Linked DNA regions of Mus musculus: regions 2, 3 and 4 are each linked to region 1. Evidence: chromatin contacts called from public HiChIP or PLAC-seq and promoter capture Hi-C data. All regions are on one chromosome and are shown on one strand. The core of a region is the stretch at or near the end of the contact, and the rest is flanking DNA. Distances in the headings are between cores, read along the strand shown. Region 1 holds the start of Dvl2 (dishevelled segment polarity protein 2). Region 2 holds the start of Rnf227 (ring finger protein 227). Region 3 holds the start of Gp1ba (glycoprotein 1b, alpha polypeptide). Region 4 overlaps Mink1 (misshapen-like kinase 1 (zebrafish)).

Region 1 (3,239 bases), core at 323-2,822:
AGAAGACTGGAGTTCAAGTCCCAGCACACACATAGTGGCTGGCAGATGCTAACTCCAGTTCTAGGAGATCCCATGCCATCTACTGGATTCATTGGGCACTGCATGCTTGTGGTACACACTATGCATGCAGAACACCCAAACACATAAAGTAGCTTTTGTTTGTTTTATGACAAGGTTTCTCTGTGCAGCCCTAGCTGTCCTGGCACTGGCTCTGTAGACCAGGCTAGCCTTGAACTCAGAAAACTGCCTGCCTCTGTCTCCCAAGTGCTCAGATTAAAGATGTGCACCACCACTGCCCAACACATAAAATATCTTTAAAAAAAAAAAAAAAGCAAAAAAATCCTCCAACTCTCTTCAGCCCCCAGGGGGTATCGGGGTAGCGGGGAGAGGAGGTTCTGGCCCTAAGAGGAAATAAGAACTCAGAAAAGTTCAGAATGGTACATGCTTTGCCAGGAAAGTCTACTTCAAAACAGCCTAATATATCCCAATAGATCTCGCTGCAATATTACAGACTCTACCATCCCAAAATAATACTATGGAACCTGATTAATAAGCCAGAATAGCCTAATTGTCTCACTATAGCCCGGTCTACATAAAAACACTGCATGCCCAGCATATTGGCTCACACCTGTTTATTTCAGCTCTGGGGGCTAAGGCAGGAACTCCATGGGTTCGAAGCCAGCCTAGGATACAAGGAATAAAGCCCTACCTCCAAACAAAAGAACAAATCAAAACAGGCAAACAAAATTACAGACTATCTCTATCTAACTCGCGTGCAGACGTCTGAGAGCGAGCATCCCAGCTCACCAAAAGATAGATGGCTCTAATCTCCGCACAGCCTAGCATAACCTCAAGCATCACTTCTTTGCCTTTTGGCTAAAATCATGGAGAGAGAATGGCCAAACAAACCAGTGTTCCCCATTCCTCCAACCTAATTTTCTCGCCATCCAGCCCTTTCTTCTATGTGTCCAAATATAACCTTGTCCGTCTTGGGATGGGCTTTCTACCTTAGCACAGTACAATATGCTATGCTCCACTACAGGCCAGAAACAGTCCAAGGTAGACCGGTCTCCCTCAATATCGCCCAATCCACTCTAGCATACCCACCGTCCTTCCCAGTCTAGGCCTCGCGCTTACCCAAAATCCTGATCCATGGACTTGAAAAAGTACTTGGCGCCCGCGGGCCGCTGCAAAACGCTCTTGAAATCGCCGAGCGTGATGCGCTCCGCCGGGACAGGGATCTTCACCAGGTAAGGAGTCTCTTCTTCATCCAGATGGTAAATCACCTTCGTCTCGCCTACACCACCGCCCCCCGCGCTGCTGCCCGCCATGGTCTCGCTCGCGCGCTCCCGGGCTCAGCCGCCCACCCAACAGGACTAAGCGCCCCCGCCGCGCCTGCGCACACCCGCAAACTGACGCGCTAGCGCCAACAGCGCAGGGCCAGTGCGGAAGACGTGCCCAAGGAGGATGGCGGGGACCAGCGGGCTGATCGGGAAGAGCTGTGTGGCGAGACTCAAAACCTAGACCGCACAGTCGAGGGCCACTAGCTCCACGGACGTCGCGAGCAGCACCGAGGTCCCCGCCCACCTCTCCCCATGCCACGTGACCCAAGCCCGCCCACTTTGCGCAGCCGACTGTGCTTCACGTGACTTCCTTGAGTCACGTTACTACAAGCTCCACCTAGACACTCACGTGACCACTGCCTTGAGCAACGGTCTTCAGCCCTAGACGACTCCGCCCCCAAACGTGTACAACCCGCCCCCCCCCCTCCCAAGTACCTTAGCAAGCTTCTACTCTTGGAATGCTGGCAACTGGCCCCCACTTTGCCTTACCCATCTGAGGTTCAAGGCACCTCAATAGCAACTATAAGAGGGGCGGGGATATGGGCTGATGAGTGAGAATTGTAACCTGGGACCCTTAGGGCAGTACTCCTACTAGACTGTACTTGGGATGAGAAAGCCGAAATAGTCTTCAGAGATGTCTGAGGGGCATTAGACAGTGCCCAAGCCAGATTTGGCCCCTAAACTTCCCATCTCCACCTCCCAAATTGTGGAATTACAGCCCTGGACTTACAAGTGGCCTTCAGCCCCAACTCCACCCAAGACTTCCACCAGGTTTCCCAAAGATCCCCTCCCCAAATAGGACAAGGAGGGCTGTAAAACACAAGAGCCCACTCTGCTTTATTTACAACACGCAGGCCGTCTGTCTGAGCAGCCGGCCAACAGTATTAAAAACGAGGCGAGTGCTAATTGACACCTTTTTCTTTCCTTCCTCACTCCACAGGCTTTGGTACTCCACCTCTGAGCAACCTCGCTCAAATGGGGGAGCCCCAAATTAAAAATACATCCGGTGTAAAAGAAAGTAAACGGGAGAGAGAAGAAACATGAGGGGAGTGCTGTATTTACACTACAGTTTTATAGACAACTATCCCATTACATCCCAGTTTGAGCCCTGGACCTGCAAGTGAAAAGGGTACAGGGTTGACTGGACAGAGATTCTGTCTACAGATCCAGCCTCCCCGACCCAACTGTAATGGGGTCAACTTCAAGTCCATGGAGCAGGAAGGACAGAGTAGAAGACACTCATTTCCAAATACGTCTCCCTTGGGAATTGTGGCCCTCAAGTGGGGACAGCCTCCTCACTCCAAGGGAAGGCTGGGGACCCTGAGGCTCAGTTCCCAAGTAATGTCACAAGTTCCAGCCTTAGTGATGTCAGGGTTCTCCAGATTTGGGGAGACCCCCTAACCGCCGGGCCTCTGGCCGAAGTTCCTTGCATTTCTGGCAATAAAAGAAGTCGGGAACGTTGGTCTTCTTAATCTTAGCACAGGAGAGGTGGATCCACGTCCCACAGAGGCTGCACTCAATCATGGGCCGCCCCGCAAAGGGCTTTCTGCAGTAACACGTGATCAGATCCCAGGAGTCGTCACCTGGAAAAGACAAATCTCTTTAGTGTTCTGCTTCAAGGCGTCAACTCCTAAGAGCCCCCAAAGCTATCACCTCTGCTCCCCACCCCGGGCAGCCCAACTTCTCACCTGATTCTACCATGATGTCCTCATCCATGACCCGCATCTCGCCTTCACTGGAGCTAGCATCTCCATCTTGGCTTGTTTCTGTGCTGCCCACATCTTTGCCTTCACTGTCAGTAGGGGGAGCACCTTCAGAGTGCACTGTAACAGGGGGCCTGGGGGCCTCAGGGGGTGTTGGGAGCACAGGGGCTGGGACTCCACCCCCCACTGTCAT
Region 2 (3,239 bases), core at 377-2,876, 660 kb after region 1:
TGCATGCTGGCCTCCAAAAGGGGAGATTTCAGCTGGAACCGAAGGACAGGAAAAAGACAAAACATTTTACAAATGGAGGTTTATACCCTAGAACTACATACATTATTTGTCATTAAAAACAAAATCTTGAAGACCTCTGAAAACTGAGGCCTTGTAAATTCACATTTGTAGCTCAGAAAAATTTTTCTCAAAAGAATGTCACTTTGGCACTTTAATGCGTCACTAGTGTTTTAAATGTTCCACCTACAGCTGATGATGCCATCTCAGAGTGACTAAGAGCTAAACCAGTGATTCTTAACTTACATACACATACCTGGGATTCTAAAACTACCGGGGAATGTGGACTGGGGTCCTGAAATTCTGCATTTCTAGCAAGCTGTGAGACCAACCAACACTGCTGGTCTTGATTTTAAGTCTACAGTAAGATATTTACAGGACTTTAGAATAGAACTAACTACATACAGTAAACAATGTCCCATTATGGGACACAAATTAAAATTATGTGAGCATCTTTTTTTTTCTTTTCCCCAGTATTGCTACAGAGTCAGTAAAGATAACAAAGGCCTAAATTTTGCTTCCTTTATCAAATGGCTCACCCATCTTTGATAAGCCTTTAATAAGGCCTCATGTAAATAAATGCCCCTTGGATGTTTTCATACCTGCCCTATCCAGCTGAAGGGAGGTTGTATATGCAAGATTCCCAATCATAAGCAGGGAGTCAACTCAGTAATTGCTGGAGCACGGTAACAAGAGTGGGAAGATGGCATGCCAGCAAACACAACCAGATAAGTGAGATTGACATGACATATAAATTAGCTTATCCCCTGTCCTGTCCTTTTTTCCACAGTACACATTGTCAACCACAGACCACTGCTAAAATTGGATCCTTTGCTTACACCACAGACTCTGAACAAACGCCAAAGCTTTGTTATTTTTTTTTTCTTCCTACATTATGGTAGGCTTTGTTTCTATTATCCCTTGGCCACTCCATCCTGAAAATATAATGCTGGCACAGTCTAGGAGCCTTCGCCGCTCAGAATCCACACCATCTAGGGTCCTTTCTGTTGAGCTCCATCTCCATCACGCATGTACCAATTCCAGCATCAGCCTTGATTTCCAGGTAGTCTTGACATCAACCTTTTGTGTCAGAGCACGCCTGAGGATGCTGCTCCCACCTGCTTTCTGCCATAGCTCTGGGGTTCCTTGGTTACAGCGTACAACGGGTCATGTGGGCAATGTCCTTGACCTCTGGACAGTAGAGCACTGGAGGAAAGAAGAAGGGTTAGTGGCAACAGGAGGATGCAACTTGACCCAGCATTCTTCGGTGCAATGTACCCAGTATCCTCCCTAGGCCGCCCCTCACCATTGCTAGGCAACGGACGCCGCAAGCGGCGTGCCGGCGCCAGGACCCTGTCCAAAATTCGGCGAAGCGCGCGCCAACCCGCACTTGGAGGTCCCGCCCCCTTCTCGCTCTCCGCTTCCCCGTCGTCGTCCTCTCCATCCTCTCCGCTGTCTTTGGCCGGGCTCCCCATCGGGTCTCCTTCACGCTCAGCCCGGGCTTTTTCCTCCAGCCGTGACCACAAGACAGGGTCTAGCGCGATCTCCGTGACGCCGCCGCGCGGGAGCGGGGAAGGCGCGCGGCAGAACGGGCACGTGACAGCGCGGCGCAGGCGCACCACGCGCGCGGCCGTGCGGCTGCCGTCGCCCCGCGCTGCCAGCTCGCGCAGGCAAGCTGTGCACAGCGTGTGGCCGCAGCGGGCGCGCGCCGTGCCAGGCAGGCGGCGGGGCGCACGGGCCCCGAGGTTGTAGGGTCGGAAACAGATGTTGCAGTCCAGCTCACCCAGCTCGGGAAGAGAGGGCACTCTCATCAAGAGCTGCATCGTGGTCACCGTGGCCCGAGGGCTTCGATCTCTAGGCGGCTAGGATACAGAACGAATGAGCCCTCCTTGGGCCAGGGCAGGGGCCTGGGGCCCGCGCCGCCGCCTCTGTCCCCTTTTAATAGTGAGGCCCCGCCCTCGAGGCGTCACGCGCAGATGGGCCGCTCCCTTCCGAGGCACGCGTTGGGGCGGCAGAGGCGCGAGGCTGGACTTGCGAGTGGGGATGCAGCGGGCTGAATGCCCAGGACAATGCCAGAATTACCCGAGGGAAGAGGGGGGCACGCTCCACCCACAGCCTCCATGGCGGACTCCTCACCCCCAGCAAAACACTAGCGCTGTCACTTAAACCTACCTGATGCAGGTGTCCAGGTCTCCTCTTGCACACAGTCACTAGCACAAGTCTATATGGCCCTGTTGGCCTATTTGTCACATGTTCATACTCTTTCACAATCCCCTCCTGCCCTTCCCCTCACAAACAGGCAACATATGCCAGGTTTACTGTTGGTTCTGCCCAGTTTTAATTGGTCTTCTGGATGTTTGGATTGTGCCCAGCCATAATTCACTCTGCCCTCGCCTCTCCTTTTTATACATGGCCTCTTGGGTTCTTTGGAAGGCTGGCTCCCTCAAATTCCTCCCCCTACCCCCTCTGAGAGTTTGAGTCCAGCTAACACCTCAGCACAAGGAGGGACCTAGATTCCAGGAGCATGGCCTTAGGAATGCTGGGAATCTTTTCCTTCCGGAGTATCCAGACTTGGACACCCACACAGCATGATGGTGGAAACGAAGCAGCTCTGCGTGACTTCTGACTCAGGGGTCTGACTTCTCCCACAGGTAAACAGGACGTGGTACTCACAGCCCACATTCCCTCACGGTGTGGCACCCACACCCAAGCTGCCTCCTCAGCCTCTCGAACCCAGGCTCTGTTGCGGAGGATAATAACACAGTCTTGACACAGCTGGCTCAAGAACAAATCCTAGTTGTGACACCCACAGACAAGTTACTTCATTTCTCTGGGCCTTGATTTCTTCATCTACAAAGTGTGGGTAATAATAGTAAGGATGGAAAGAGCTTGTGTTTGTAAGGTGCTTTAAATGGTGCCTGATGGTACACAGTAAACATCAGATAAGCAACAGCTGTTATTATCCTTATCATCCCTGGCTCCACGCCGGCTTTGTGTTCTCTGTAACTTCTCTGTACCCAGTATTTCCCATACACCATCTCTTGGTTAATACAAGATGGGTTTCTTTACATGGTATAGCATTTACCGGCCCATCACAGGTAAGATAGAGCTGGTTTTGGTTTTTAACATTAGCATTTTAAAGCTAAAATCTTTGAGGGTAATCTTTGTTTTAGGGACAGGGT
Region 3 (3,239 bases), core at 554-3,053, 640 kb before region 1:
AGTCAGAGTGGCAGTAGTGGGCACTGGGGTGGTGCTGTGCTCTGGGGTAGTCAGGGTGGCAGTAGTGGGTACCAGGGTGGTGCTGGGCTCTGGGGTAGTTAAGGTGGCAGTAGTGGGCACTGGGGTGGTGCTGGGCTCTAGGGTAGTCAGGGTGGCAGTAGTGGGCACTGGGATGGTGCTGGGCTTTGGGGTAGTCAGGATGGCAGTAGTGGGCACTGGGATGGTGCTGTGCTCTGGGGTTGTCAGGATGGTAGTAGTGGGCACTGGGGTGGTGCTGTGCTCTGGGGTAGTCAGGGTGGAGGTGGTAAGCATTGGTTGGATGTTGGGCTCTGGGGTAGCCTGGGTGGAGGTGGGCTCTAGGGTGGTTGGGGAGGGGATGAGTACAGTATTGAGTTTTAGACTGTAGAAGGTTGGGTTAGATTCCATGGTCTCTGGGAGTGTGGTGAAACCTGGGCTCTGTGTGTGGATGAATGTAGATTGTTTCTTAGTGGGTTTATGAGTTGGAGGCAAAGAAATCATTTGGCTGTCTTGAGAAGTAGAAGGTGCTGCGGCGAGTAGGCTCCAGTGGGTAGTATGAACTTTAGTGTTAGTAGAGAACTTGACCTCAGTTCTTGTGGCAGGGACGTCAGGGATATCATCATAGTCATCATAGTCTGTGTCACCACTACTAGTAGGGCAGCCCTTCCCTGGGTAGGAGTAGACAGGCGCATTGTCCAAGTTGGCACATCGTACACTGGCCACGTTAGGAGTTGTGTCCTTGACATCCACACCCTGCTTCCATAAGTAGACATTGTTGGCATTTTCCTGGAGCCAGTGACGGAAGTAGAGGATTTCACAATCACAGTACCAGCTGTTGGCGTGGAGAAAAACAAAAGGCAAGAGGAGGGTCCCAAAGAAGCCCTTTGGTATTGTGCGAAGCCAGTTCCTTTGAAGGTAGAGGGTATCAAGATCCTCCAGCCCATCTAGGAGCCCAGAGGGCAGCTCACGCAATTTGTTGTTGGCCAGATTGAGTTTCTTCAGCTTGGTCGTTGGCAACAAGAGCCCGGGGGGCAGACTCTTAAGATCATTGTTCTGCAAGTAGAGCTCTTGGAGTTGGCTTAGGCCATCCAGGACACCAGGAGACAGTGAGCCCAACTTGTTGAAGGAGACGTCTAGAGTAGTGAGTGCAGGCAATGCCCATCCTAGGGAGGGCAGGCTTTTCAGGTTATTATGGGATAAGTCCAGGTTTTCCAGCTTTATCAGTTTACCATTGGTCTGCAGGCTCGTCAGCTCACATCTATCCAGGTACAGATAAGTGAGGTGAGTGAAATGCACCAGTGATGCTGTGGAGAAGGTACCCAGTTGGTTCTCGCCCAGGTGGAGGATGCCTGTGTCTGCTGGCAGGTCTGCAGGCAGTGCTGTCAGCTTCTTGTTCTCACAGTTTACTTCCAGCAGGCTGGTCACTTTGGAGATACTACAAGTGTGCTGGGAATGCAAGGGACTTGGCAGCAGGAAGAGCAAGATGAGGAGAGCCATATGAACCTGTGGGCAAAGGGATGCCACCCATTACATCATTTTCCCAGCTTTTAGCCCTTCACTGCTGCAGTTCTTAGGATCCCATCTAGAAACAGCTTCCACACCTCCCAGACTTTTCTCTCCTTTTCCACCCCTGCCTCCAGCCCTTGGTTCTTATTCCCTCCTTAGAACCTTCTCCACCTCTGGTCCCAGCCCCAGCTTACAGTCAGACAGACAGTCCTTTGGAGGAACAGAGCTTCTTCCAGGCTATGACTCGGTCCTTCTCTCTACTAGCTGCAAGGAGAGCCAGCCCAAGAGCAGGAAGGAGATAGAGTTGGGGAGGAAATGACAACCTGATAATCAGCTCCTGTGACCCAGGGAACAGTCTCCCTTGCGGGCAAAGGCTCTTATCAGCTCTCTGCACAGCATTCCCCAAAGCCCTCCTTTTGGTTTTACATTCTCACTTTCCTTCCACCCCGGAGAGATCTAGAGACTTTGCAGCTACTAGCCACCAGCATTCAAAAGCTCCTTTGAGTGCTGCCTCTCTTCTCCATAGCAGTTCTTAGAGATGTCATGCTTCCTTACACTCCATGCCACCTTCCTACCCTAAGCTGAGCCCCTCCCGAATCTGGGGACTGCTGACATTCTAGTCTGCATCCCCTGGGCACGTGACTGGTATTCTCTAAACTGTTTTTGTAGCCTCCATACTCAGGACTATTCCTTCCTGGGGATGTGACAAGTGACACTCATTTTCTCTAGCCTGTGTGGTTGGTCCTTCTCAGACTCCTCTGTGGCTTCCTCTAGCTTTCTGGAGCAGTAAACCTGCTTCCAGAGGCTTCATAGGTTTTTGTATCATAACCCCATAAGTGCCTGGGAAATACTTTGCTGTGCATTTAATCACCACTTCTGCCCTAGACTTAAGTCTTTATCTCTAGTCTAGATCCTGTTTCCTGAGGCCTACATACTTAACATTAGATGCCACTTGGAGTTCTCTTCTTACATGTTCTTCAAGTATAGAAACAGTGTACATCACTGAGAGGTTCTGACAGGAAGGCCATGAGTTTGAAGCCAGCTTGAGCTACAAAAGAAGACCCTTCTCATTAAAACAACAATAATAACAATGACGACAATGACAACAACAACAAAATAACATCGAAAACTCAAGTATATTAAAAATCAAGTTCATTATGCAAATAGCTTCATCTGCTGGCCTGAGGTATAGGACTGTCTATAACACCAGTCCATGGGAAGCAGAGGCAGGAAGATCATGAGTTTGGGGCCATCCTGAGCTGTATACTGAGACCGCAAACCAAACAAAAAAGAAGCCCCATAAAAAAAAAAATAGCTTCTCCTCCTCTGTTGTCCACAGCTACTCAGTTACCTGGTCCTTTTAAACACTTCCTGATACTCCTTCCACCTTAACACCCTGCTATCAAATCCTCCTGATTTTAACTCTGGTCTCTTTGAAATCCTTCCATCTTCCACTCCCCAGCCCAAGGCACTATCTTCTTTGCTGCAGTAGCCTTCTGGTTGGTTTCTAAATTTTTTTAACTTCCCTTCTATTTCACCTAGGAGAACTGCAGATTTGCTAGTCTTTCAACTACTAGAACTCACCAGTGCCTCCTGACAGTTCTCAAAAGGCAATCTGAAGTACCTAAACAGGGTCTTCAGAGGCCTACTGGATCTGAAACTTGCCCACCTACCTGCTCAGCCCCATTGTTCAATGCTTTGCTCTCTCCTGATCA
Region 4 (3,239 bases), core at 511-3,010, 580 kb before region 1:
GTAGGAGGATCAGACTCTCCAGACCATCTCAGAAACCGTGTAAGCCAGCCTAGTCTATTCAAGACCCTGCCTCCAGAGAAGGAGGGAGAAAAACAAGGGTCTCTAAAAGTAATGGGGGGCAGGGAGGGAGGTCATAGATAAGTATTACCTGAAAGCAGATTTTTTTTTTTAAGAGGAGGAGACCGTTCTTATAGTTGGCAAAACCCAAGTAGTAACAAGAGAGTAAGACCATGCACTCAGGAGGGCAGGAAGAGATGACGCTCAGACTTTCTGGAGAACAGATTTAAAGAAATGAGCAGCCCTGTGACGTGGCACATGCCTGCTATCCCAGCTACTCAGGAAACTGAGGCAGGAAGAACACATGCTCACGGCCTTTGTGAGCAACTTGTGACCCTGTCTCAAATAAGAAGGGGCTGGCAATGTAGCTCAGTGGGAAGGACAGAAGGTAAAAACCCTTCCCCTCTTCAGACAACAGCTTCCTGGAAGGTACTGAAGTGTTAAGAAGATGCTGAAAGGCAAGCCTTTGTAGCTGGTGCAGAAAGGAAGTCAGAAGCACAGGATGCAATGATAGCTGGGCACATCCTTTAACCTCACACTGCCACCCCATCTCTTCTCACAAGAATTCACAGATGGAAAAACATCTTCAAGTCCATAACATGCTACAAATTTGCATGAGTCACTGTAAGAATCGACCCCCACAGAACAGAGAATCTGTGGCAAGAGGTGGTTTTCTAAGACAGTCGATGTTTCTAGCATTCAAGAGTGAAAAGGAGCAGCTTAGGAGAAAAAGAGAATGAGTGGAACTAAGAGGCAGGAGAGAGAGAGAAAGAGAAAGAGAAAGGAGGGGGGGAGAGAGAGGGAGAGAAAGAGGGGGGAGGAAGGGGGGAGAGAAAGAAGGGGAGGAAGAGAGAGGGAGAGAGGGAGACAGAGGGGGGGAGGGGAAAGAGAGGGAGGGAGGGAGGGAGGGAGGTAGGGAGAAGGTTGTGTTCCAGTGGGGAAGGGAAGGCCTAGAAGCAGGAAGGAAGCAGGCAGGAGACACCGGCCCATTCACTCTGGCAGCTACCAAGCTGACAGAGGAGGACTACAGCAGTAACGGAGGAGGACTACAGCAGTAATCAGGGGTTGGGTAACGGAGGAGGACTACAGCAGTAATCAGGGGTTGGGTAATAACAAGGCTTCTTTCTCCCTGCCGATTTCCAGCCGCAGCACAAACAAATCATTACTCCTCATTGCCAGCCTCCTACTGTTGAATCAGGTGTCCACAGAGCCAAGGAAGAGACCTGTGGCCCATCTTAGCTCTATATTGCTTCTAGTTATACAAGAAGTCCAACAGGATGCCATAAGAAAGGGTAAGAAAAAAAAACTATAGAAATGAGCAGCTGCGTCTGGTGGCACACGCCTGTCATCCCAGCTACTCAGGAGATCGAGGCAGGCGGAGCACACACACTCATGGCCTGTGTGGGCAACTTGTGGCCCTGTCTCAAACAGGAAGTAAAGGGGCTGGGGATGTAGTTCAGTGGGAAAGCACTTGCCTACTAACATAGAAGGCCCAGGCACCACTGGAGACAGAAAGGTGAGGCCAGATGAAAAGAGCACCCCCTACCCCACCCTACCCCACCCCAGACAGACAGCGGCCTACTGAAGGCTCTAAAGTGTTCAGAGGCCGACAAAGAAAACCAAGAACTGAGCACAGAGTGCCAGGCTGAGTCAGGGGAAGAAGAGCGGGCGGAGGGTAGGGACAGCAGGGTGTGGAAAATGACTGTCTGAATCACAGAGTTAGAAAGAAGGCCAGGGTTACTCTCTACAGGGTGGAGACCAGGTAGTCCTGGCTCCACCAAGAACCAAGCCAGAAAAAAAAAAAATCGCAGCTAAAGGGAGCTGGGTATGGAGGAACTTCCTGACCAGCAGGATGGAACCAGCACAGCCACCCAACTTTTCACCAGGCCTGGCTCTCCACTTTGCCTAAGAAACCTCCTCGGACCCCTCTCACACCAACTCCAAGTCAGTTCATGTATTCACTCACCAAACATCGATCAGCAGATAAGGCACTTGCTTCGATAGCCTGCTAACCGGGAACATATGTAAAAGTGCAAGGTAAACAAGGAGATCTTCCACATGTGTGCCATGGCACGCATACTCCTACCTACACCCACACCCACCCCTACACCCACACCCACCCCTACACACACACACACCCCTACAGACACACATACACACACTCACCTCATTAAACATCAAGTGCCTAAGGCTGAGGGTGTACCTCATCTGGGAGTGTGCTTGCCTAACACGCATGAAGCCTACACGCATGGAGCATGTTCTATCCTCAGCATCTCATAAAACTGCAAGAAGTGGACACACCTGTGATCTCAGCACTCAAGTGGTAAAGGCAGAAAGAGCAGAAGTTCAAGGTCACCCAGATGCATCACAAGTTAAAGCTAGCCTGTTCTTACACGGGAAGCAGAGTAGAGAGCTGGCTCTGCAGTTCTAAGCTGGCTGCTCTTGCAGAACATGCTTTGTTCCTAGCAACCACACTCTCCACACTCACACTCACCTGTAACGCCAGCTCCAGGGGTTCCCAAGCCCTGTTCTGACTCTGCGAGCTCCTATCGTGTGTAAGAATCACATACATACATGCAGGCAAACATACAGATAAAATAAAACTTTTGTTTTTAATGAAATAGCTGGGAAGCGAAGGTGTTAGTGACTAGAACGTGACAGGTAATACAGAATAGAGAGCCCTCCCCTCAGGGAGCTTACAGTCTACTTGACAAGGCATCTACTCGAGAAGGCATCTACTGAAGGAAGATACAGTTAGTTACACAGCTATAAGTCCTAAAGAAAGGGGACTGGGTACTATGACAGACCAATAGGGAAGGAAAGCCAGCAAAGGACATGATATTTAAGCTGAAGCCACAGGGACAGTAAGTTAACCCAGCCAAGGATACAGGGGAGCCAAATATGCTCGCTAGCCAGCCCTCAGTCTGTACGTTACAGAAAGCTCTTGCTGCATGTTTATACAGAAGCCCTGCCTCTCACATCCCAAGTGTATCCCCACCAGACTGCCCCCCCCCCCCCCGTGAGTGCTTCCTCTGGGTGGGCCCATAGTTTTCACAAAAGCAGGCAGGGGCAAAGAAACTGCCCTGGGACTGCAGGGAACCCTGACTCGGGGCAAATCCAGCAGGAGTTTCGTGTTTGGGTATGATTTAAGTCACTCCTTCTCTCAGGAACCCTGGAAGACT

What was found. Promoter capture Hi-C pulls out the DNA fragments that hold promoters and counts their contacts. HiChIP or PLAC-seq counts read pairs in DNA pulled down with a chosen protein or histone mark.
Region 2: a FOXA1 HiChIP or PLAC-seq map of pancreatic cancer cells shows a contact between it and region 1. The contact joins the promoter of Rnf227 here to the promoter of Dvl2 in region 1. A contact is called at or near these places in 2 of 39 promoter capture datasets (liver and pre-B cells), 3 of 115 datasets of contacts at active chromatin or transcription factors (bone marrow-derived macrophages, embryonic forebrain and pancreatic cancer cells) and 1 of 9 other capture datasets (liver).
Region 3: a contact with region 1 is called in a promoter capture Hi-C map of liver, with 7 times the contacts expected there. The contact joins the promoter of Gp1ba here to the promoter of Dvl2 in region 1. A contact is called at or near these places in 6 of 39 promoter capture datasets (the C10 cell line, the HPC-7 cell line, cranial neural crest and 3 more), 3 of 484 Hi-C or Micro-C datasets (the G1E-ER4 cell line, embryonic stem cells and erythroblasts), 8 of 115 datasets of contacts at active chromatin or transcription factors (Th17 cells, bone marrow-derived dendritic cells, embryonic limb bud and 5 more) and 3 of 9 other capture datasets (adipose tissue, embryonic stem cells and liver).
Region 4: an H3K4me3 HiChIP or PLAC-seq map of bone marrow-derived macrophages shows a contact between it and region 1, with 4 times the contacts expected there. The contact joins the enhancer-like site here to the promoter of Dvl2 in region 1. A contact is called at or near these places in 2 of 39 promoter capture datasets (both in liver), 3 of 115 datasets of contacts at active chromatin or transcription factors (bone marrow-derived macrophages, large pre-B cells and pancreatic cancer cells) and 1 of 9 other capture datasets (adipose tissue).

What each region holds. Positions count from the first base shown.
Region 1 is chr11:69,998,925-70,002,163 of GRCm38.p6, reverse strand. It overlaps Dvl2 (dishevelled segment polarity protein 2), which reads right to left and starts at 1,572. Exons shown (of 15, transcript NM_007888.4): 1 at 1,138-1,572. The coding sequence starts at 1,331. It overlaps Phf23 (PHD finger protein 23), which reads right to left. Exons shown (of 5, transcript NM_030064.4): 4 at 3,032-3,239; 5 at 2,153-2,926. The coding sequence ends at 2,712.
Region 2 is chr11:69,339,183-69,342,421 of GRCm38.p6, reverse strand. Rnf227 (ring finger protein 227) reads right to left here and starts at 1,626. Exons shown (of 2, transcript NR_027827.2): 1 at 1,364-1,626; 2 at 1-1,263.
Region 3 is chr11:70,637,686-70,640,924 of GRCm38.p6, reverse strand. Gp1ba (glycoprotein 1b, alpha polypeptide) reads right to left here and starts at 1,803. Exons shown (of 2, transcript NM_010326.3): 1 at 1,727-1,803; 2 at 1-1,521. The coding sequence starts at 1,515.
Region 4 is chr11:70,578,377-70,581,615 of GRCm38.p6, reverse strand. All of the region lies in intron 1 of Mink1 (misshapen-like kinase 1 (zebrafish)), which reads right to left. Among named protein-coding and RNA genes, the nearest start is that of Mink1, 17 kb to the right of the region's middle. Within about 2 kb of position 1,760, at least 120 of the 459 cell types and tissues checked have an H3K27ac peak or open chromatin away from gene starts, as enhancers often do. A contact at or near this core is called in adipose tissue, bone marrow-derived macrophages, liver and 1 more, where this site is marked.